Regions from separate parts of the Mus musculus genome. Here regions 1, 3, 4, 5, 6 and 7 are each linked to region 2. The links are chromatin contacts, called in public Hi-C, HiChIP or PLAC-seq and promoter capture Hi-C maps. All regions are on one chromosome and are shown on one strand. Each heading gives the region's core, a stretch centred on a gene start, on an enhancer-like site or on the middle of the called end of the contact. The rest is flanking DNA. Distances are from core to core; before and after follow the strand shown.

Evidence for each region. Promoter capture Hi-C pulls out the DNA fragments that hold promoters and counts their contacts. Hi-C and Micro-C count contacts between places; a contact is called where the count stands out from the background. HiChIP or PLAC-seq counts read pairs in DNA pulled down with a chosen protein or histone mark.
Region 1: an H3K4me3 HiChIP or PLAC-seq map of craniofacial prominence shows a contact between it and region 2, with 6 times the contacts expected there. The contact joins two enhancer-like sites. A contact is called at or near these places in 1 of 15 datasets of contacts at CTCF or cohesin (the NIH/3T3 cell line), 6 of 484 Hi-C or Micro-C datasets (bladder smooth muscle, cumulus cells, neural progenitor cells and 2 more), 11 of 115 datasets of contacts at active chromatin or transcription factors (craniofacial prominence, differentiating embryonic stem cells, embryonic basal ganglia and 7 more) and 2 of 9 other capture datasets (embryonic stem cells and embryonic trunk).
Region 3: a Hi-C map of uterus shows a contact between it and region 2, with 9 times the contacts expected there. The contact joins two enhancer-like sites. A contact is called at or near these places in 1 of 15 datasets of contacts at CTCF or cohesin (embryonic stem cells), 6 of 484 Hi-C or Micro-C datasets (the N1E-115 cell line, embryonic stem cells, neural progenitor cells and 1 more), 7 of 115 datasets of contacts at active chromatin or transcription factors (craniofacial prominence, embryonic basal ganglia, embryonic forebrain and 4 more) and 1 of 9 other capture datasets (embryonic stem cells).
Region 4: an H3K27ac HiChIP or PLAC-seq map of the NIH/3T3 cell line shows a contact between it and region 2, with 7 times the contacts expected there. The contact joins two enhancer-like sites. A contact is called at or near these places in 10 of 484 Hi-C or Micro-C datasets (the HL-1 cell line, the MC3T3-E1 cell line, adipose-derived mesenchymal stem cells and 5 more), 13 of 115 datasets of contacts at active chromatin or transcription factors (the NIH/3T3 cell line, astrocytes, bone marrow-derived macrophages and 10 more) and 3 of 9 other capture datasets (embryonic stem cells, embryonic tail and embryonic trunk).
Region 5: a promoter capture Hi-C map of the SN4741 cell line shows a contact between it and region 2, with 5 times the contacts expected there. The contact joins two enhancer-like sites. A contact is called at or near these places in 5 of 39 promoter capture datasets (the SN4741 cell line, hippocampal neurons, maxillary cranial neural crest and 2 more), 2 of 484 Hi-C or Micro-C datasets (Th1 cells and embryonic stem cells), 1 of 115 datasets of contacts at active chromatin or transcription factors (embryonic stem cells) and 2 of 9 other capture datasets (embryonic stem cells and embryonic tail).
Region 6: an H3K4me3 HiChIP or PLAC-seq map of craniofacial prominence shows a contact between it and region 2, with 12 times the contacts expected there. The contact joins two enhancer-like sites. A contact is called at or near these places in 1 of 15 datasets of contacts at CTCF or cohesin (embryonic stem cells), 55 of 484 Hi-C or Micro-C datasets (the 63-12 cell line, the AML12 cell line, B cells and 35 more), 26 of 115 datasets of contacts at active chromatin or transcription factors (CD8 T cells, acute myeloid leukemia, bone marrow-derived dendritic cells and 14 more) and 1 of 9 other capture datasets (embryonic tail).
Region 7: an H3K4me3 HiChIP or PLAC-seq map of embryonic basal ganglia shows a contact between it and region 2, with 5 times the contacts expected there. The contact joins two enhancer-like sites. A contact is called at or near these places in 2 of 39 promoter capture datasets (liver and stem cell-derived epiblast-like cells), 3 of 115 datasets of contacts at active chromatin or transcription factors (double positive thymocytes, embryonic basal ganglia and embryonic stem cells) and 1 of 9 other capture datasets (embryonic stem cells).

Annotation. Positions count from the first base shown.
Region 1 is chr9:41,859,329-41,862,590 of GRCm38.p6, forward strand. All of the region lies in intron 3 of 6720432D03Rik (a long non-coding RNA gene), which reads right to left. Among named protein-coding and RNA genes, the nearest start is that of 6720432D03Rik, 15 kb to the right of the region's middle. Within about 2 kb of position 1,578, at least 85 of the 459 cell types and tissues checked have an H3K27ac peak or open chromatin away from gene starts, as enhancers often do. A contact at or near this core is called in craniofacial prominence, differentiating embryonic stem cells, embryonic basal ganglia and 4 more, where this site is marked.
Region 2 is chr9:41,226,842-41,230,221 of GRCm38.p6, forward strand. No RefSeq gene overlaps it. Among named protein-coding and RNA genes, the nearest start is that of 1700063D05Rik, 22 kb to the left of the region's middle. RefSeq lists an enhancer at 1,061-3,380. Within about 2 kb of position 2,115, at least 216 of the 459 cell types and tissues checked have an H3K27ac peak or open chromatin away from gene starts, as enhancers often do. A contact at or near this core is called in CD8 T cells, the N1E-115 cell line, the NIH/3T3 cell line and 18 more, where this site is marked.
Region 3 is chr9:41,833,488-41,836,413 of GRCm38.p6, forward strand. Gm35940 (a long non-coding RNA gene) reads left to right here. Exons shown (of 3, transcript XR_379298.3): 3 at 1-1,030. Among named protein-coding and RNA genes, the nearest start is that of Gm35940, 29 kb to the left of the region's middle. Within about 2 kb of position 1,369, at least 19 of the 459 cell types and tissues checked have an H3K27ac peak or open chromatin away from gene starts, as enhancers often do. A contact at or near this core is called in the N1E-115 cell line, embryonic limb bud and uterus, where this site is marked.
Region 4 is chr9:41,807,601-41,810,619 of GRCm38.p6, forward strand. The region is part of intron 1 of Gm35940 (a long non-coding RNA gene); the gene reads left to right. Among named protein-coding and RNA genes, the nearest start is that of Gm35940, 3.5 kb to the left of the region's middle. Within about 2 kb of position 1,436, at least 60 of the 459 cell types and tissues checked have an H3K27ac peak or open chromatin away from gene starts, as enhancers often do. A contact at or near this core is called in the NIH/3T3 cell line, embryonic fibroblasts, fibro-adipogenic progenitors and 1 more, where this site is marked.
Region 5 is chr9:42,107,284-42,110,223 of GRCm38.p6, forward strand. All of the region lies in intron 1 of Sorl1 (sortilin-related receptor, LDLR class A repeats-containing), which reads right to left. Among named protein-coding and RNA genes, the nearest start is that of Sorl1, 16 kb to the right of the region's middle. Within about 2 kb of position 1,443, at least 174 of the 459 cell types and tissues checked have an H3K27ac peak or open chromatin away from gene starts, as enhancers often do. A contact at or near this core is called in the SN4741 cell line and Th1 cells, where this site is marked.
Region 6 is chr9:41,934,254-41,937,484 of GRCm38.p6, forward strand. No RefSeq gene overlaps it. Among named protein-coding and RNA genes, the nearest start is that of Gm36227, 17 kb to the left of the region's middle. Within about 2 kb of position 1,643, at least 142 of the 459 cell types and tissues checked have an H3K27ac peak or open chromatin away from gene starts, as enhancers often do. A contact at or near this core is called in CD8 T cells, Th1 cells, craniofacial prominence and 8 more, where this site is marked.
Region 7 is chr9:42,038,313-42,041,303 of GRCm38.p6, forward strand. Sorl1 (sortilin-related receptor, LDLR class A repeats-containing) reads right to left here. Exons shown (of 48, transcript NM_011436.4): 16 at 2,681-2,766. It overlaps Gm16214 (predicted gene 16214), which reads left to right. Exons shown (of 5, transcript NR_165259.1): 5 at 1-644. Among named protein-coding and RNA genes, the nearest start is that of Gm16214, 17 kb to the left of the region's middle. Within about 2 kb of position 1,444, at least 44 of the 459 cell types and tissues checked have an H3K27ac peak or open chromatin away from gene starts, as enhancers often do. A contact at or near this core is called in embryonic basal ganglia, where this site is marked.

The sequences.
Region 1 (3,262 bases), core at 328-2,827, 630 kb after region 2:
GGTAGCCCCTGTGACACAAGGCAATTAGATAAGATCTTAAAAAAAAAACAACAGGCTGTGAACAAGGCAGATGTTTAATAAAATTTGAAGCTCACAGCTGTCAAGTTACACAAATCATTCTGTGCTTGCAAGAGTGAGACGAAGATGGTTATGGAATTGTTGAGGGAAGAGCATGTGATGGGTTTAAAGAATAAAGATGGGGATGTGTGTGTGTGTGTGTGTGTGTGTATACACGCATGCACACATGTGTATGTGAGTATATGTGTGTGCATAATCTATATATACATCTATATGCACGATATGCTGGCATAAGTATATGTATGGCATGTTTATTGTGATGCAGGAGCATATTCAAAGAAGGGAAACAAGTTTTGCAAACAAGCATCTTTTTAACATTCAAGGTCACCTGTTCTTTTTTCTTTTCTCTCTCCCTGGTCACCTTCTTCTTCCATACAAACCCCAGAGAGCTTGGCATCTTCATCCATTTCATCTATATACATTCATTCCCTCTCCTCATGGATACTCACCTACTACCCTTAGCTTCCGCACACATCTTTCCCACACCATATTTTAACTTAAGCATATTTTAACATAGTCTACAGTTGAAGATAAAGACCTAAGAGCTGCAAAGCTTCGGAAATGAGTCAGCACCAGGCTGCTGAGCATGGGACTGGGAGACTGAGACACAGGAGAGAGACGTTTCTCTCTTTCCTGGTGTGTGTGGGGATAGGTTAAAGAAAGGAGGCTGTTTGTGTGCTGTTTCTTTCTCCATGGGGCAAAGCCCTCTGGAGAGTTATCACTTTAAGTCAGTCTGTTTCTTTGCTGGCTTCTGTGGACTTTGCAATTGCCTCAGAGTATATGTCTGATGGCAAAAGCCTCCTCGGTTACTAGTTTCTAACCATCTCACCCCCTGCACGAGAGGTGCCTTAGGAGGGTGGGAGGAGGGCAGTGTCTTTTCCCAAACTAGACTGTGATGGAGAGTATAGTGAAAACACTTACTAGGATTATCCAGTGCTTGTTGAACCTGGCTGCTCTTTTTTGGGTATAGACATCGAGGGGTAGAGGACAAGCTTGAACTCAGAGCCTTGGACTTACAAGAGGTAAACTTAGTTTTTCTGAATCAGCTCCCTCCTCTGTGAGATGAAGACTTGACCATCCATCCCTCTGTTTGGCTATGTGCTAAAGGAAACAAACCGATCCATACTCTAGCAACTAAAATAACATTCCCTTCCTACCTCCCGGGATCATAAAGCAGAAACACAGATCTGATGCTACAAATGAGCTTTGAATTGTGTGTGTACAAAACTGGAGCTAAGAGAGAACTTTTGCACAAGCTTATTACCTGTGCCCTGTGGATGCTGTGTGCTTTGCTGGACCTGCAAGGGTTATTTTTGCAGACGACAGCCGACCCCCCCCTCCTGCACACCCCCTCCCCCAGTTTCCGTCTGTGTAGCTCCCAGCAGATGTATTAAGTATAGTCTTGGAGCCTTTCCAGGCTCTCTCTTTAAGACACAGAATGTTGAATATTTCCTGCACACAGCAGGCAGCTCTGGCCTGGCACAGTGCCAGGAAATCTGCTGGGTGCCGTCCTGTCCCCACCCCTTCTCCAGTATCTGTGCCCCAGCCCCAACTTGTCCAGATTCCCTGGGGCTTCCTTGGGAAACAGGGTAAAGTTAGAGCAGAGACTGCCACTGCAGCACCATGGCTTACAGCCACAATTACCTGCCCCCTGCTCCCCTGCTTCCCCCCCCCCCCCAGGGCGCTATGGAAGATGGGAAGGGAGGCTTACTGCTAGCTGTGCCTTTGCTTGCTGAAGACACCAAACCCCTTGGGAGGCAGAGGGGGCATCTGAGCTGTCTTGAGGTGGGGCCCTGCCTTGGTTGAGAAATGTCCATAAGAAAATGAAAAGGCAGAGACGTGAACAAAGTGTTGCGTTTATGTCAGGGGCTGTCCCCACCTGCAGAGAGTGGGAGATAGGCCCTCATCTGTCTGCTTCTGCAATGCGAGCTGTTTCACTGTAAGGTCTCCAGGCTAATGCCTCCTTCCTCCGGCAGCTGCACAAACTGAATCCATATTCCCCTGCAAACAGTGCCAGCAAGGAAGGGATGGTAGGAGTCTCTGGGAGGACTCCCCTTTGGATCCATGTCCTCTTTCTCTTTTCAATCAGTTGGTGAACTCCCTTGCATAGGTCTAACATGAGCGCCTCACTCTGGACACATTTACATTGAAGCAGCAACTAGGACTCTGCCTTTTCATGTCCTCTTTTCTTGTGATCTCCACTCCTTCTGTCTGCCCAATTGCTCCTCAAACTCCCCCCATGTTTGTTTTTAATCCTCTAGCGGGTAACATGGTCACTTGTGACATCCCTCCATTGAATGCACATCCTTGTTCCTAGCAGCAGTAATTCAACTGGCAGTGCACAGTCTGCAGTAGAGGAGAGAGGAAACTAGACTCCCCAAGGTGCTAGGACTGGTCCAATCATCCAGAAAACACACAGACACCACTTTCTACCTACAGAGCTCCCTGGAGCCTGATCCCTCCCTAGTGAACAGGCCTTCTATAGCAAGAAAGCCCTGTTATCAGAGTAGCATGCAGGACAGGCAGAGGCCCTGAAAGAACAGGAGAATCAAGGCCTCTCTGGTGAGCAGATGGTCAAGCAGAGAAGGACTTAAGAGACAGGACTGCCTTCCCCTGTGGAAAGAGTTGCAGTCCTAAGTCCAAGTTCAAGCTCTGCCCTTAACCGACTTGGGTGGCTGCAACATCTTCTGACCTCAGGCCCTTCACTTATAAACCAAGACAACTGAAACAAATAATCACTAGTACCTCCCATCTCTGAGATCCTTTGATTCTGTGACTCCTTAAGTGACCTTGGCTTTGGACCCCACCCTGATATAAAACCGTATCCAAACAGGCTGTGAATTGAGGGAAATGTCATGGAGAATATTTAAAAGACCAGTCCCCGAATTCGCAGAGTCTGACGCAGTTCCCAGGTGCCCACACTCTGTGCAAGGACAGGATTGCTGGGTTCCTCTAAGGTTGCAGTGGCCACACCGTCTAGATGGATGGTGTGTCGCCATACTTACTGGAATCTGCTCAGACAGCTTCAGCTGCTGGAGCTAATGAGAGAGGGCTTTTATCAAATGCTGGAGGTCAGCGGATGGGCTTTATGGGAAGGGGAAAGGATGGAGGATGCTCCATCACGATCGTGAAAAGGCTTTTACAGTAAACCCTGCTTGCTATCCATCAGGAAAAGACCAATACG
Region 2 (3,380 bases), core at 865-3,364:
AGGCACCGATGTGTCTCCTGCACCATATATCAAGGGGGCATATAATTCTTCATTCATGATAAATTATCCAGAAAGGCTAAATTCCATCAGATTCAGCCAGAATTTATTATCTGACGCTGAAGAACAAACAGACCGTCATTCCCCAGCTGCTCAGAACATATGTTTGAAGGGAGATTGGGGCCCCTTTGGTCCCTCTGATCCTCCCTGGATCTCAGAGCCAGACCTTCTGAGCATCTTCATTGGACTTCCTCTCAAGAGCGAGGACACCGAAAATGAGTCGTGTTTCAGCAAGATGCAGTTCACAGACTTGGTTTGAGATCTCCACTCTTCCGTCGGGCATCTCATTTCCTGCAACGTTGACATTTGTCTCCACACTGCAGGCTGGGCAGCTGCCCTTCTTGTGGTTTTGCCTTCCATCTTGAGGCACTGTGCCTGACCTGTTTGCTCACCAGCTCAATAACTTAGCTTCATCCCAGTGGATGAGATTTGACCAATACATTCGTATGCCAGTGCATCTGAGAACCACTAATGGGCAGAAACCAGATTTTGATTTTTATCCTGTTTTGTGAGCCACTCTAGCTTATGCGTGAGCTTATTCTCCCCGAATCATGCTATAGTTCAGCAATCATTGATGACCCTGGGTTATATAGCCAACAGTTTGGAAGATCCCAATCCTGCTTTCAGTAGTCTTCCAGCCTAGTATCTCTTGACTGTAAAACATCCAGTGATAGATAATCCAGCCAGCGTGGGCTGCCCCTTGTCGCAACGAAATCACTTCTAGGTAGTTATTTCACATCCAAATGAGCATCTTTTCTTTTCTTCCCCCATCTTAAATCATTCTACCTGCCTCATTAACTCCCGTTCAGCCCCCAAATACCCAAGCAAAGCCCTTCCATTTATTTAGACAGTCTCTGATTGCATTTCTTCCCCCTGACTGGAGTGATGACTCTTACTTGAGACAAATATGGAACTCCTTACTACACTCGATGGCAGTTGTTTTTTCCTGTGCACACCCCACTAGTCTGCAGCATTCTGAGCTCAGTAATTATAATTTGCATATGAAGTGTGCCCCTTGTCAAGGATCACATGTGAAGGGCTCTATTCTCAACGCGACAGTCAACAGTCGAGCGAAGGGAAGATGACTGGTTCCTGAGGACTCGGAACTAATCTGTAGATCAGTCCATTCACAAGCTCATAATATGATGGGAGTTGGTAGAGATAGGAGGGAAGGCCACACTGGAGGAAGTAGCCTCTAATGATGTATTAGGAGATGTATTTTGTCTTTATTAAGTCCCTTCCCATCTCCTATCTGTCCCAAGGAGGGCCACTTTGCTCTTTGCCCTCATGTTCTGCCTCACCAAACACTGGACTGGAACCAACAGATACCAATGACAGTGGACAGAAAGATACAAATCTGTGGGCCAAAATAAACCCTTCCTCTCTTATGTCATTTCCTCAGGCATGTGTCATGGTGCTGCAGATGTGCCTGACACTCCCACACCCTTCCATCCTTCACCTAGAACTCTCAGCAGTGGAAGTCCCTACAACAGTGCTGTACCGTGTTGCTTCTCAAGCCGAATGCATTCAGCAGTATTGACGTCCTTGATACTATTTGGTTTTGAAGACAAAATCAATTCTGTTAGGAGGGATGATCTGGAAAGTGTCCCCAAGTGGCATGTTCTCATCTGACATCATCACACGAAGATTTTATCAGGCAGAGAGATGAAGAGGTCATTTCTAGCAGTGGAATTAACACAAGCCACTTGGGCACCAGGGCGGGGTCTGGAGTGGATTAAGAGCTGAGGGAGCTGTACTAAATAAATGATAGGCCATGGAGCTCAGATCGTGGGTTGGAAACTTGCCACTGGCTATCTCTGCAGGATTGCTTGGATTCAGCAACTATGGAGTCCATCACCGTCGTCGTCGTCCTAGACGCTGTTTACAAGAGAAATCGTGTCCTATTGTAGACTGTCTTCTATGAGGACAGGAATATTCTGAGACGTTGCAGATTTTTTTTGTCTCCCGGCTCTGCCACTGGAGGTCACTGTTGTACCATCGAAATGAGTGAGAAGCCCCGCCTGATACCCTTTTGAAGTTGGCTTCCGCCAGGAGTGAATACAATACCCTCTGGGTAGCTAGGAAGTCCCGAGGTGCAGGCTTCTCCCTGGCTTCGTGGAAAAGTGGCCTGGTGACCTGCAAAAAATGACTTCGGAAGAGCGATGTCCGTCTGGAGAGGGACTGCGGGTGGGAGAGCGGTGCTGGGAGGGAGACGTCTGTATCGCATTAGTCTGCGTCTGGCGGGGAGGGGCTGGAGGCCCTGGCGGGTCAAGGCAACTGCTCCCTGCTGCTTTCTGGCGCGAATGTGGAATCTGGTAGTGATTAGAGAAGGTTATTGTCTTGGGAGTGCAGGGAGATCGGTAGTAATACTGCTTTGAGCGTTTCTGACCCCATCTTAGAAGGCCTCTCCCACGACTCTCCTGCTGGGCTCTGATTTTAGAGCCACTAAGCAAAGAAAGACAAGGAAAACTGAGGCCTATTCCTTAAGCCTATCCACTCCCCGGGGCTTACAGGGGACACTCCAGGAGGAGCACAGATGAGAACACACATCCCTAGACAGAAAACCCCAAGTAAGCCTCTATTTTTCTTAGCCCTCCTTCCTGTGGAGTGAATATCATTTGGTCCATTTGTTATGAGAAGAAACAGAGACTTGGAACTGACATTTGAACCCGAGTCTTTTGAAATATAAAGAGAATGGATGGTAAAATAACTACTTGTGGTTACTGGCTAAGAATTCTGCCCTTGAAAATTTGGAGAAAGAGCTCCTCCCTGTGCAGCTTCGACAATAACCCACTTCAAGGCGAGCTGAAGCCAGGGTACCTTTTGGCGGCACCTTTTTCTTCTTCTTTTTCTTCTCTCCTTCACTTTCTCCCCATCTCTTCCCCTGGGTTTCACTGCATACCTCAGGTTGACCCTATCCCTTCTCTTCTCCCCACGTGCTGGGATCTGACGGTCGGGCTACTCCTAGATCAGAGTGGCTCTCTAATAAGTCATAATCTGTTTATAGCCATTCATAAAAGCAGAGTGCTTCTGTGCACATTAGCTAATTTGGCTCTTATAATAACTGTCTTATCCCCATTGCCGTAGACAAAGAATCTGAGACGCTGAGGAATTAATTTGCCGAAGGTGCTACAGTCAATGATGAAATTCAACCTCGGATCTTTTTGCTCTAAATACAGCACCCACTGCCCATCACCCATTGCCCGATACCAGTTAGTCTCCAGGTAAATATTGGGTGATGGAGTGATGCTGTGTATAATCTAGCTAGCAATAAACTGATCTTAAGTTTAGGTAGCATTTTATCTCCGAAGATGGTGCTCCAA
Region 3 (2,926 bases), core at 119-2,618, 610 kb after region 2:
CTATATGTTTCTAGAGTCTTAGTTTTTTTTAATTATTATTTATGTGTATGTGTGTCTAACTGTATGTGTATGCACACATGCATGCATGTACCATCAGACACCAGAAGAGGGCACCAGAGCCCCCTGGAGTGTAGAGTTACAGATGGTTGTGAGCCACTCAGCATGAATGCTGGGAAACAAATCCTTTGAAAGAGAAGCAAGTGCTCTTTAACTTTCTCTCTCTAGCCCCAAAGAAGGCTTTTAAAAAGAGCAGGGTTGAAACATGAAAACTGTGATTAGGAGTTCAGGCTTTGTAGGAGGAAGACCAGATAAAGATGCATGGCTCTGCGTCTCACTAGCAAGGTGACCTCAAACCCATTGCTAGGCTGTGGGCCCCGATCTGTGAAATGACAATAACCACATCTACAGCACAGAAGTGTGTCCATGTGTCAGTGGCCATTAATACTACTCCTGCTATGTGCTAGATATTGATAATTAATATGGACTATGCCCAAGGTCACACATGGCAACCTACTGATCAAAACCCATTATGGCTTGGCACTCTGTAAGCATGCTCCTTACAATGTCAGGACCATAAACCACTCAGCCCCCGTATCTGGCAAATGACTACAGGTTAATGTAAAAGGTCAAAAATCTTTTGTCTTATTTTATTTTACATTTTTCTCTCACATAGGGTAAAAGAGAGAAAAAAAATCTTAACACTGATTAGGAGGTTAAGAAAAAAAAGTTCTAGAAACCAGAAAAAGAAAATTTTTTTCTCTGAAGATGTGAATGCCTGTCACAAACTTTCTTGGCTTGGCATATCATGAGTCACTTCTTTTGTTCTCTGAAACTGACCAGAACTTTAACTAAATTTTGGTGTCAAGTCAAAGCCTACCCTTACCCTTCTCGTATTGTAAACAAGTCCACTGAAGATCCAGGTTAAAGTATTTTCTCTTTTCAGCTTGATGAATTACTAACAAGAACGGCACATGAGATAATGTCTCTTGGTATCTGGATAATACACTGCCTCTCAAACCTACGACAGAAATACTGGCTTCTCTCTGTGTGCTTCTAATGGCCTTGGGGTGGGGGGATAGCTTAAATCAAAACCTTCCTCGTTACCTACCACAATCCTCTTGGTTGTAGTGGTCCTGAGGTTTGAGGAGCTGTTTGCTAACCCTGTGATCCCAAAGCTCACACTGAACTTGGGTTGTTAAAATGCTCCAGAGGGGACCTGAACCATGGCAATCGGAGACCTCCCTCCACTCATGCCAAAATACCCTTCGCCTTTAAGGGCTCTTTTTAAAGCCAGAGAGTTCTCTCTGATCCTCCTTAATAAAGTGCCCAGGCAGCGGTAGTAACAACGCTCCCCTTCCTTATTTGAGATCTGTGCAGTCTCATTAAATTTGATGTGTCACAGAGGGCTTGAGTATGTGAAAGGCAGGCGGTGGGAGCTGGACTGGAGGTTGCCAGCTTTACTAAGGAAACGTAATTCATTACACCTTTTCAAAATGGACGCCCCTCTGGCTTCCTGCTCCATTGATTCCCCCCTCCCCTTCGCAAGTAACGAGTGAAGGGCCTGCTCAGCCTGCAGATTTAACCCTTATTAACAGCTGTTTAAATTAGAGATGCAGTTTGATGGAGAGATGGGAGCCCCTCAAAGGAAACCAAGATTAAAGCATGCATAAGACTGGAGCTGGGTTGTTGAGACAGCACCCCTGCCACCCCCCAAAAAGGAGGGGCTAGTGTTGCTATTAAGCAGTTTGTCTAAATAATATGTTCCTGCTTTGCCATGATTAAATATTCATGGCCTACACTCCCACCTCTGTTGCCCCCACTCCTTTGCAATAGTCATAGAAGAAGGAAAATTTGCTGGACTGTGCAAAACAAAGAATCCTGTGACAATAACCAGTTGGTTTGCCTGCTTCCTCCTTCTTGAGATTGATCTGAAACTACTCTGAAACCTAGCTGACTCCAAGCACCTTTGAGACCTGGGAGTGAACTACTGGGTTCTCTTGAAGGGAGCCGTCTGTTCTGGAAGCAGAGTCTGCAAGACAGAAGACAAGGTTCACCCTCCAAGTGCAACCATGGATTCTGTGGGATTATATCATTCACCTGGCCCATAAACTAACCTGGAAGCAAAAGGACAAAGGTCAGGGTCAAGGAGCACCCACATGTCAGACAGGCACGTAAAATTCACAGTCCGACATCATTATACATCCCTGGATAGTTATGCATCCTGCCCAATAGAAACTAATAAACCAAGAAATATCTGAAAAAGAAAATCTAATGATATTTACTTATTTACTCATTTGCTCGGGTCTCTACTCTGAGCTTTGTACCTGGCAATATTGTGGTGCTGGCAATTTCAAAGGTCAGCAAACCACCTGACAAAAAACAATGTAAGAGAGGAACGGTCTACTGGAGCTCATACCTTGAGCCTATGGCCGATCATGGCCAGGAAGGAGCATACGACAACTGCCCATATTACATCTGTGTTCTGGAAGCAGAGAGCCATGGGCGCTAGCTGGTGCTCAGCTGGCCCTCTCTTCTGTATTCAGCCAAGCAGTTATATGTCTCACCTTGCTGATGCTAGTCTAAAAGAAAACCCTTCATGAACATCCTCAGGGGTTTGTCTCCGAGCGGCTTTAGATCCTACCAAGCTGGTATTGAGTACAAACCATCACACTGTGTAAGTATTCACACCTGGACTGTGCTAATACTTAATTCCTTAGGTCTCTGGGCTTTGTAAGCTGTAGGCGTATAGATTGTAGTCCTCTGAATTCCTTTCTCAAAAGAAGAACATGGGACACCATGATGGATTTATCACTAGAGAAAATACATAGAGAAAATACATTTTTCTTGCTGGGAAATCATAGCAGGCTAAAGAGGGTAGAGGTAGAAATGATTGATCTACTTCAAACTCTAAAGTAAGTCTATGTTG
Region 4 (3,019 bases), core at 186-2,685, 580 kb after region 2:
CAGTACAGGCAAACTCTGCAAGAAACACCTCAGGTTCACCATAGGGTTGGTTTTAAATTAATTTTGATGGTTATGTGCTTGAGAGCCGTACATCACTGCTAAAATTTTCTGATCCCCACATTCAGCTACACCCATGTTTTAAGAAGCTAAAGGCCTGATGTGGTGGTTTGAAGAGACGGGTTTGAAGATCTTATATTTGAACGTGTAGACATCAAGGAGTGGCACTATTTGAAAGGATTAGGAGGTGTGGCCTAATTGAAGGAAGTGTGTCACTGGAGATGGGCCTAGTTGCTCTGTCTTCCTGCTGCCTGTGGATCCACACGTGAAGTTCATAGCTTCATTTCCAGCACCATGAATACCTGTGTGCTGTCATGCTTCTACCATGATAATGGATGAAACCTCTGAACTGTAATTTCAGTTAAGTGTGTGTGTGTGTGTGTGCATGTGTGTATACATGTGCATATATGAATGCCCATGGCCATCCTGTCTTTTCACAGCAATAGAGCACTAAGAAAGAAGACCATAATATTGAGGTTTTACCTTCAATGTAATTTTTCATGCCTACTTCTCACTGAATCACTATAAAGAAGCCAAAGAAAAATCTTCCTGAGCAGTGCCTGCCTTAATTTTCTTACTGTAAGAATCACACACCTACTCAGCCCATCTGTCATTATAGCAATGTTAAAAAGTGACATTCTTAAGGTGTAACAATGAAGATTTAAGTGAGGCCCATGTTTCCAAGTGAAGCCCTAATGTTTGATTCAGATCCAGTGATTTGAATCAAAATATTTCCATGGGAACCTGCAGCCAGCCTGAAATACTTACTCCCAAATTGAATAAATCTTTTTTTTAATAAGTTCTGGGTTTTGTTTGTTTATTTTTTATTTGCTCTCTAAACCAATACAATGAACTGAAAGACAGTTTTAAAAACAATACTGACACATGCAGATAAAAGCTGTCCTTTCTAAACAGTATTTAAACAATAAAATTAAATTTCTTTGAGCATCAATTCCCTGAGCTGTAGACAGTGTCTAGTACAATGGAGAACAAATGGATGAGTGAATGAATGAAAAAAAAACTTTGTTTAAATGAAAGATTTATAAGATCTGAAGAGAAAGCAGACTATGAAAGACTTTCAAAACTTGTGTTCAGTGGCCAGTGATGAACTGATCAATAAGAAAGAGCCAGAAATGGTAACACATGAAGCTGGGAAACTCACAAAGTCTATCTTAAGATAGCATTAAGAAGAATACTGAAGGAAGAAGTCAGCCTATTGGGTCAGAAGATCAGGGTCACCAGAATTGTTATCATAGACTACCACAAACTGATTCAACTAATTTTCCGCTGAGCAATGCATTCCAGGGCTTTTGAAAGTCCCCACACTTCACAGCATGCTTCCCCAGCAGGAAGGGCCCCTTAAACATAATTTGATTCAGTCCATGTGTTTAGAAGAAAAAGGCAAAGACCCAAAGCAGTGGTGTAGCATGCCCGAGGTCACACAGTTATGTAGCCACCCACTCAATGTTCCTTCCAGGGCACCATGGTACCATGCTAAGAGTTCGTGGAAGGGATGGAAAGCCAGGATAGTGAAAAGCAGGATTCTAGACACAGAAGAGCTACTTAAGAAAGGATGGGCTCTAAGGATTCAGAGTGAGTGGGGAAAAACAGGAAAGAATGTAAAACATTGATGTAAAGGAGCCTCAAGACTCCCCGCAGAGCAAGAGGGACACAAGAACTTGGTTGATAAACATATGGAGAAGGAACATGGCTATAAATCCAGTTGGGACACTTCCTTTTCAAAGGATCTGTCCCAAACACAGCAATGTCACAGGAATGCAGGCTGCTTTGCTGTTGGCTGGAAGAAAGAGAAAGTGGCTTGAGCCACGCCTCATAGCAAGCATTTCCGAGTGAGATTCCATCATCCCAAGCGGTGCCAGAACCACCAAACCACCAAGGACCATGGGGAAATGACTGGCTACTCTGATCCAAGCAGAACCAAAGGATTGAGATGTTCCAGGAGTTGCTTTTAAAGAAAGTTTTCCCCTGCCCTACTGAGAAGAGAAAACCCATGAAGAAGGGAGAAATGGAGCTGTGTTACAATTCATCAGTAAAGCAGGAGAGCGAGAAAGGCAGGAACAAGGCGGCTTATATACTTTCCATAGCATGAAAACCTGTGGGCCTGGAAGGGAATGCAATGAGAACTTTTGACATAGACAGCCAAGATTTGGCTGCTGGACTGTTGGAATAGCTGCAGACACAGGGAAGAGTGAAACATGCAGCCTCCTAAGGGCTGGCATAAGAACATAGCCCGGACAAGAAGACAGGCAGCCAAAAGCCTAATTGCCTTAAAGTTCAGGTCGAGCCTGGAGACCCAGTGCTAGAACTTTGCCCAAATGAGGGAAATGGGGCTTCTGTCTAATGAACTCAATCAGGCAGATGGACCCTCTCACTTTCTACACTGTGTTCAGACTGTCGGAGATCAAGATAAACCACGGTCGCTCTGAAACAGTCCTTTCTCCTTTGCTCTGCCTGTCAATGGCCTCATAACCTTCAGACCTTTTTGAATGTTCTGTAGGAGCAAGCCGAGAATGATTGGACAACCAGTTGTTTTGTTCTGTTTTGTTTTTTGTTTTTAATGCATGTAGTGACTTCTTGAGGATTCTAATTAGGAGATGATAAACATGTAGGACCTTAGATCAAGTGTGTGAAGCATCAAGCCGCCTTCCATCACTACACTCTGCACACACACAAAGCAACAACTAAGGTGTTGAAAGAGACAATTGTGCCACACTGGCATGACTTTTATGTACATAAACTGACTATACCCTTAATTTCACCATTATATGGAAGGGGAAACTTAGAGATTAGAAGATTTAAATTCTTCCTTGGGTTATATAGTCATGCCAATCCGGTTTATCAACGTTGAACCACTTTACTATTTGCCATGTCTCCCTCAGCCTTTTAAGGCAATAAATGCTACACTTTAAATATATATTTATGTATATACACACACACACAT
Region 5 (2,940 bases), core at 193-2,692, 880 kb after region 2:
AGGATGGCTATCATTGGCAACAAGCCACCACGCCCGGCTAATTGTATTCAAAAATGAAGGAGATTTTAAGTAGTCTCCCCGCTGACTCTGACTGGGGTGTCTGTCTCTTAGTTCCCCAACCGTTCCCTGAATGTACCAGTTATCTCTATCGCACACCCCCTGAAACATCTTCACACTGTACCTCGGGAACACGGGCCAGTGGTATGCCAATTAAAAAACAACTTAAAGTATTTTTCAAAATTTCACAGGCCAAAAGGTCACATGCTTTTTGAGCTTCATGCTAAACCAGTGTTTCGTGGCAGGGAGACATCACTGCTCCACGTCAGCTAAGCATGAGAGGCGAAAGGAAGGCTGCCTTATGCAGTCTCTCTACTTTTCCTTGTTATTTGTTTAAGACAGGGTCTCATTAGGTAGCCTTAGTGATCATGATCCTCCTGCCTCAGTGCTAAGAGAGATAACAATGTGTCACATTTATTTCCCTTTTAATGTCTCAAATGAGGAAACCTTTCTCAGATCTGAACAAAAGTAGCCTTTTAGATTACTGCTAACAGAAGTCCCCAGACTTGCAATTTTGTAAACCAGCAAAATTAAAAAAAGAATATATAAGCCAACCAACCAAGGACTAGGTAGCCATTTCTGTGGCTAAGCCACCATGTCGCAGCTTGACCACCTACTCTCTTGATATACTTTCTGAAGTCACCATAGACTCTTCTTCTCCAGCCTGAGACAGCAAAGGTGTATCCCAGGAACAGAGTTCTAGACAGAAGACTTTAAGAGATGATCCATAGGACCACTCTACCCTGGACCATGCACAATTCTGTTTTCTTCCCCCATCCACAGGTGGCAACTCCGGATCCTAATGGCCCAGATGCAAGCAGAGAAACAGGGTAGAAAGATCCTGGGTTCCTGATTGATAGGCCTGCCGCTGATCCAGGAACACTCCCTCTGAACTGATTAGAATTGAGAGCTATCCTGACGCTAGAAAGCTTTCAGCGTCTGTCTGTAGAAACTGAGGAAGGCTATAAGGGGAATAAAGAGCCCTTTGTTCCTTCAGCTCGATCTTGCCTCATGGGCCTAGCTGTGTGGCCTTTTCTCCTTTCCCTATTGTGGCTGTGGCTACCACTCTGAGCACACGTGTTCTCGACTTAGTTGCCATGCACTGACAGACATCAGCTCCAAGATGACTCACTTTCCAGAACACTTGAGCTCTACTCAACCTGTGGGGACACCGACAAGCTCTGGTGCATCACTGAGAAGCTGAACAAGGCCTCCCCAAACCCAGAGCTCCTGCAGAGTTGTCTGAAATAAGCCTTGTCTGCTGCCAGCCTCCTGAGTCATCTCAAACCCACAGGCTTGGAGGCGGAGCTTTAGGGACTCAGAGCCTGCCTCTGAAGCCAGAGAGCTCACCTGCCCGGCCCTAGCACCACTCTAGAACTAAGGAAAAGTTCAAGTTGAGTGGGCCCACACTTCTTTCTGCAGAGCTCTGGCAGAAAACCTGCCCCTCTTCACAGCTCCACCCTCTTCCTTTCCCTTCTTCCTCCACCCTTGTATCTCCCCACCCACTCCGTAGGGGTGCTCTCAGATGTCACAAGGGAGAAGAAAAACACCTGGGCCACAAACTTGGCAGCCAGCCCCACCAAGAAGCTAACTAACCTGCAAAGGCCCTGCTTTGGATTTGAGGCACCTGCATCTAATTTGATCCAAGAACCAAACACTAAAAACTACCTGAAGAGAGACGGCTTCAAATAAAAAGAGATGATAATATATATATATATGTATACATCTCATTACCAGTAGATAAGTCCAGGCAAGCATCAACAGAAACATGCAAATCAAAAACAAATAAATTATTTAACTCAAAAAAAATAATAATAAAACCAGCTAAGGGACTCCCCCACCTCCTCCTGCCCCCAAGAGTCAAACTTTACTGTTACTTTCTTTCCCTTCCCCTCCCTTCCAACCTAGGCTTCCAGGAAGAAACTGGGAATACTGCTGGATCAGAAGCCCACCAACACAGACACCTCAGACACTCGGGCTAAAACCCTCTCTCGCCTACAAAACCATCTGCACCCTAGGAACAAACAAGACACCTATGTAAATGACACTCAGAAAGGGGTTAGGAACCTAGGGGAATCACCGGAAGTTCACCAGAGGTCAGAGATAAAAAGGCCCACCTGTACTCAACCTGGCCATCCTCAAAAGTGGGCGAAGCCCTCCCTCTGGCAGGTTAACAATCAGAGGACACGTTGAACAGGCTACAAAGTGTTACAGGATCAGAGTGGGGAGGAGGTCTGACAACACTTGCTGGGGTCTTTGTAGCAGAGAGCATAGGTTTCGTTAACTGATCCTAAGGGGTGAGGGATAAAATGGGCACAAAAGAGAGGCATCAAAATATTCCAGGGTATTCTTATAAAGAGAGCCTCTGAGGGGAAGAGCAAACTCAGTGGAACTTTTTTTTTTAAAGCCTTTTCTATCTGATGTCCCCTTTATCCCTAAGAGCAGACTGGAAAAGGGCAGCCCAGCAAGGTGAAAGAGAAGGCTCCCTGACAAGCAAAGGCTTGTCCAAGGGTCACCAGGCACTCACACAAACAGTTCAGTTCCTTGCCTTGGCAGAGATGTCAAGCATATCCAGTCATGAGAATACCTCCCTGGTGAGTCACCACTAATCTTCAAGGCAGCCCAGGTGCCCATCCCCCCACGCCCAAAGCACAGGACCCAAATCAGTAGCAGGAATCGATGCACCCCAAGGACAGTCAAGGGAGCCAGGAGAGGAAGGTCAGCACACCATAAATTTTATTAAGATCATGACATGCAGTCTATTTTCCTCCTGTCCATAGCCGAACTACAGGAAAAGGCAGGATGCAGTCCCCAGGGGACTGTGACCGAGAAGCCAACAGCCCCCAGGGCAGCCCACAGCATGGAGAACGCACAGATTCCTGT
Region 6 (3,231 bases), core at 393-2,892, 710 kb after region 2:
GTAATACCGCCAAGAAGTGAAACAGAAGGACGGAGAAGATGAGGGATCTATGACTCCACCTTACTGGGGGGCTGTAGGCAATAATAGTGGGGCTCATCAAAACCTACAAGAGGATGAGAAGTCAAAAGCAAAAACATGAGGAGGAAGCGGGGCCCAGAACAGAGCCCAGGGGGAAACCAACTTTTAAAATCTCAATTTCTCTGTCTCTGTCTGATTCTGCCTCTCTCTGTCTCTCCGTGTGTGTGTGTGTGTGTGTGTGTGTGTGTGTGTGTGTGTGTGTGTGTGTGTATGTGTGTGCATAATGTCATTTTGGTGTGTGTGTTCATGTGTTAGAATGCAGGCACACTTGTGGAGTTAAAGGAAAACCTTGCGTTGTTAGTTTGTTTGGGACAGGGTCATTTGCTCGATGCTCTGTGTGACAGGGCTCATGAGCTTTCCCGGGAATTCTTCTATCTCAGATCCTCATCTTGCAGTGGGGGCACTGAGGTCAGACACATACCCACTGAGCCATCACTCCTGCTCAGAAAACCAACTCTTAAAGCCTAGCCAGAAGAATCCTGTCCCAGGAAGGACAATAAGGACAAGGAACCAGGCTGGGGGGGAGGGGGGAGGGGGGATTCAGAAACAAGTTATACTACAGAGGCCCCGGGTGGTGTGGGGACATAAACCTTCGAGGTAGGAATATCACCCCAACCCAGGGTTGCTGCCCAGTACCAAGGAGGGTATCATGCTGGCACTGGCATGACTGAGTTCTGTGGAAGCCATACCCCACCCCACCCCTGCATACCTGCAACACCTCCCTCTGTCACTAACAATGACATTGGGGAGGAGACAGGATCCCACAGCTTTAGACCTCCCTGCCCAAGAAAGATGCAACAGAAGACCCCGCTGTGGGGCTCCTTCCCCTGGTGACTTTTTCACTGAGCTGAACGACCACCTGTTTCTCCCAAATATCAGAGCATCATCCAAATTCTCTGCACTGTGCGCTGGGATGCTTTCGAGCCTGGGTCTCTTTCTTGGATCCCAGGAAAACAGGCTGAAACCCTGGTAGGTAGATAAAAAGACACGGATTGCCTAGAGCCCCTCAGGCCACTCGGTGATTCCTCCCGCACCCGCCATGGCAGCAGTTGAGCAAGAACATTAGTGTAACCTGTGTGGGGGAGTGACTATGAGCTTACCGACTCTACCTCCTTCCGAAGAGCAAGCTCCCACAAACCCTTTTCCCTCCTCCACCTAGTCCCTTCGCTGGCATGGTTCTCTTTCCTACGCAGAATTTATGCAGTTACTCGCTTTCACAAGCACCCAGGCAGGCTGTCTGGAGGCACCACCTGCTGCCAAGGCTATGGCTGAGGAGATCAGCAAACACTATCAGGGAGCCAGGCACCCAGTGGACCTATTTTCTGCTCCTTCAGCCAAGCACCCCCTGTAGCCGACTCCTGGGGCCCTTGCCAGATCCTGCCACGCATAGATCCTGCAGGGGAGAGCAAGAGACTGAGCACAGGGTCTTCCCTGGCTGCGCCCCTGCACGTGCACGCGGGCAGGTGTCCCTCCCCTCCCCCTTCGATTCCTGCGCAGGGCTGTGGTCCTTTGTGTCTGAGTCTCCTCGCGCGCGTCTGCTCTAGACTGGGTGGGGTGGGGGAAGCCGGAAGCGGCGTCTGGGACTTGAAAAATGCCTAGAAGGGTGGACCTTTCCATTCACAGCCCCGACCCCCTCCAGGGCCTCCATCCCCCTCCCCCATCATCCTCCTGCAAGCCCACACCACATCACCTCACCTCTCTTTCTCAGTTTCCTCTCCCCCACCCCCCGCCCCCGCCCAGGTCATCTGGATGTCATTGTCCCTGTGGTGGTTCCCCAGCTACGAGTTTGCATTCGCTGCCCCCACGTGTACGGAACTAAACGCACTAAAGCACCCCCACTCTGCATACCCTATACAACTTCACTTCCGGGGAAGACTCTCCAGGTACCTCATTCCCTGGCTCCATGATCCTCATAAAGAATGGCTTCTTTATCCCCAAAGAGTAATGAAAGGGGCCTAGGGGATATTTAACAAGAGCAGGGGGCACCGCCAGGAAGGGGACTACGTTTTTTTTGTGTTGAACAGTGGGTGGATGTGCTGCCTTGTGAGGCTTGGGCCAATTTCGTCCTTTCCTTAAGAATATAGGAGAGCAGTCTAATTCCCCTCCGCTCCTCTAAACGCAGACTTGGGAGGGGTGTGTGTGGACGGCTATACAGTGAACCCCATTAAAATGTTTTCCTTTTATTTAGCTTCAAAAGCTGTTACTTCATTCGATAACAGCATATATATATATATATATATATATATATATATATATATATATATGTATGTATGTATGCTGAAAAAGATCAGCAAAAACCTAGGACATTGTTGCTTTAAGAATCTAGACGAAAACACCTTAAATGAACTCTGCAGCAGACAGTTGAAGGGGGAAAAAAAAAAGCCCTTCTCTGGCCCTTGCTGCTTTTTGCCATTATTCATGATGTAATTTTTCAGGTGTTAGTTTGGCAGAGAAAGATTGGAACTGGGCTTGTTGCTAGGACATGAATGAAGAAGAGGAATCTCATTGGTTCCCCAGTACTTGTCTGGAGCCAATGAGATGGAAGGGGATGGAGTTGGGAGGGAGGCCACCAGGAAAAAAAAACAGAGAGAGAGAGAGAGAGAGAGAGAGAGAGAGAGAGAGAGAGAGAGAGAGAGAGGGAGGGAGGGAGGGAGGGAGGGAGGGAGGGAGGGAGGGAGGGAGGGAGGGAGGGAGGGAGGGAGGGAGAGAGAGAGAGAGAGAGAGAGAGAGAGAGAGAGAGAGAGAGGGAGGGAGGGAGGGAGGGAGGGAGGGAGGGAGAGAGAGAGAGAGAGAGAGAGGGAGGGAGGGAGGGAGGGAGGGAGAGAGAGAGAGAGAGAGAGAGAGAGAGAGAGAGAGGAGAGAGAGAGAGAGAGAGAGAGAGAGAGAGAGAGAGAGAGAGAGAGAGAGAGAGAGAGAGAGAACACTTCGGCCAGACTATTAATGCTTTGCTATGTTAAAATGAAGTGGAATACTGTGAAGGTGGGGTATTTTAGAGTATCTTAGGGTGTGGATGGTCAGTGGTGCCCAATGGACCAAGGCTGAAAAAATAAGCATTTAAGAGGCAGCTTTGTGTCGACTACCCTGGGTTTTTCTAATAATTCATTGTCATTGCCAGTCTGGAGCAAGATGCAAGCAAGGCCTCCTATGTTTAAC
Region 7 (2,991 bases), core at 194-2,693, 810 kb after region 2:
TTGAGTGTGGGCCTGTCCAGATGTTTGTGACTTGTGTCATTTCTCCAAATAGACTAACCATAAGAAAAACTCTTTATAAAAATGTAAAGCATCTACTGATGCTATGCTACATGTGGGATCAAGATGCAAACACAAATCCTTTGCTTCATGCTTGAATTGGTTGCTGCGATTTTGATTTTTTTTTTTTTGGTTTGTTTGCTTGTTATGTTTGTTTTCCCCTATCTTTCCCTCATCCTGTTAATTCACTTAATTCACATATGCATATAACCTGCTTTATAAGAACCTCAATACTGGGCTGGCAAGATGACTCAGCAGGTAAAGGTACTTGCTGCCAAGTCTGCAGAACTGTGTTCAATCTCTAGGAACCTACTCAGTGGAAGAAGAGAATCAACTCCCAGAAGTTGTCCTCTGACTTCTCCATCTCCACTCTGCTATACAAATGCAGTTCCCTTCCCCCACTCTGACACATACACACAAATAAATGTGATTTTTTTTAAAAAGTCTCCAATACTGACAACACATTGAAAACAAACCCTCTAAGTCAGGGTAGGCAAAACACTTATTTACTGTGTGGGATGTTCTGGACCTCGTCCCTAGCATGGCTCCTTGAAAGCTTTAAATAATAAATCTGTAAAAATCTTAAAGAGGGAAAAGTTTGTTCCTTTTTCTTTGTTTTTTCACCTTGCTTCAAAAATACTCAAGGTACCGCCACATGGCAACTAAATGCAGCCTTAGTGCTGGCACTAATTCCGAGGCAGAGGGCAGGAAGATGTAGGTCACACACAGGATGCAAGCCACATGCTGGGCGGTGAGATTTCTGACCCACATCCCTTGGCAGCACCCAGAACCCTCCCTGCGCCTTTGTTGCTTCTAAGAAGCTAGGGAGTGCCCTTCCAGCATCGTACAAGTGAAGCTAGGGTAGGAGATGGAGGTGGAATAGCATTGCAGGCTTTCACGTGTGGGCTCTACCCTAGACAAGGAACAGCAGGCTGGGCTGGTGCAGTCCTGCAAAAGCTCAGCCTAGGAAGATACATTGTTACAGTAATCATAAAGAAGATACATTGTTGCAGTAATCATAAAGAAGAAAAATCGCTGCATTTTAAAACTCCTTCCAGATGCCCACATTACCTCATCTCTGCAAAGATTACGGTATGGTTCCCATTAGGCCTAGAAAACGCCGCTTTCTCTGAGTACTTCCTTGCTTGCATTTAGGGGATGACTTATCCTAAATGAGACTTTTCTATTTCATCCCCTGCTCCCTCCTCTTCTGTCAGAAGAGAAAATAGCTTTCTTGTCTGTCCTGGTGGCTTTAAACAAACAATCATGTCCCTTGCTGAATTATCCCTGAAGTATTTATGAGAAAGCACGTACTCCAGGCCCTCAAGAGCACTCACTCAAACCCTCCTCGCCCAAGCCCTCGTCAGCGGCCCTCGTGAAGGGAGCACTGGAATATTATCTGCTCATTTGTAGGAATCTGCTGAATTAGTGGTTCTCTTTACGTCTCCACTGTGAGGTATGGTAATTACTCTGGTAATGATGGAAGATTAAATTAAGGGACTAATGAGCTTAGTAGCATCAGGGCACGCTGGCGAGCAGTGAGGGACAGGAAGCTCTGCTCTGCCTGCCTGTGGAAGATGAAGGCAGCATGCCTGGGTCATGATTGGTGTGGCTGGGTCCTGATTTTCTAGGAGCTCATGACACTTCCACCAAAACAGCACTGCTGATGGATGCCAGGGCCACATATTGACCTGACTGATAAGTCCTGGAAACCATGAAAGAAGAAAAAAGGCCAAGCAACCACTTTTTGTAGTGTGTGTGTGTGTGTGTGTGTGTGTGTGTATGATTGTGCATGTGTTTGCATATTTATGTATATGTATGTGTGTGCGGTATATGTGTGGTAATGTGTGGTATGTGTATGTGTGCATGAATGTGCACGTATGTGTAGATTTATGCACATGTATGTGTATAGTATATGTGTGGTGTGGTATGTATGTATGGTGTGGTGTGTGTGTAGTGGTAGGGGTGTGGGGTATGTGTGGTGTATTGTGGGAATATGCACTTGTATGCATATTTGTGTGTATTATGTGTGGTATATGCATGTATGTATACATGTGTGCATGTGTGTGGTGTATGTGTACATGTGTGCATGTGTGTGGTGTATGTGTACATGTGTGCATGTGTGTGGTGTATGTGTACATGTGTGCATGTGTGTGGTGTATGTGTACATGTGTGCATGTGTGTGGTGTATGTGTACATGTGTGCATGTACGTGTGCACATGTGTGCAAGTGGGTGAGTATGTGTGTGCATGTGTATGTGTGTGATATATGCATATGTTTGTATATGTATATGTTTATGTGCATGTGTGTAGATTCAACTATGTCAAACCAAGAGACACACCAAGGTCTGTGACTGCTCTTCAACCCCCAGTGCTCAGCACTCAATAGGTACCAAACAGACTGCCCTGCAAAGCCTGCCCTACCACCAAAAAATTTGCATTCCCTCAGAATGGCTTCACCTGCTTGTTAAGCTTCTCCTGTTAGGGAAGGAGGAGCCTTCATGATACCTAACCTCGGTGACTTCACCCCCACTAAGTAAGAAGAGCTACGTGTTTAACTGGATGAGACCAGAATGACCCAACCAGGTTTCAAGAAGGCAGAAGGAAGAGACCACCTCTCTTACCTGCAAGGGGACAGGGGACCAGCTCCCCTTCCAGCCGCGCTTCAACGTCTCCTCCACTGCACGTATCCCCAGAAATCTTCCGATAGCTGTTAACCCCCCACCAAAGCAAGACGTCAGAAACAAGGAGAGGATATCTGGGTCATGGAGGAGCCCCAGTTGAGCACATATTCCTGGCCACGGACAACAGAGTTGGAAGGATGGTGTTTAGTTGCTCTGAGTCGGTTTTGCACGAGGTTATTTAGAGCAGGCAGACCCAGGTGTTTTAATGCACTGCTCAGGGAAGCACTTAAAAATCTCTCTCTCCTATAAAC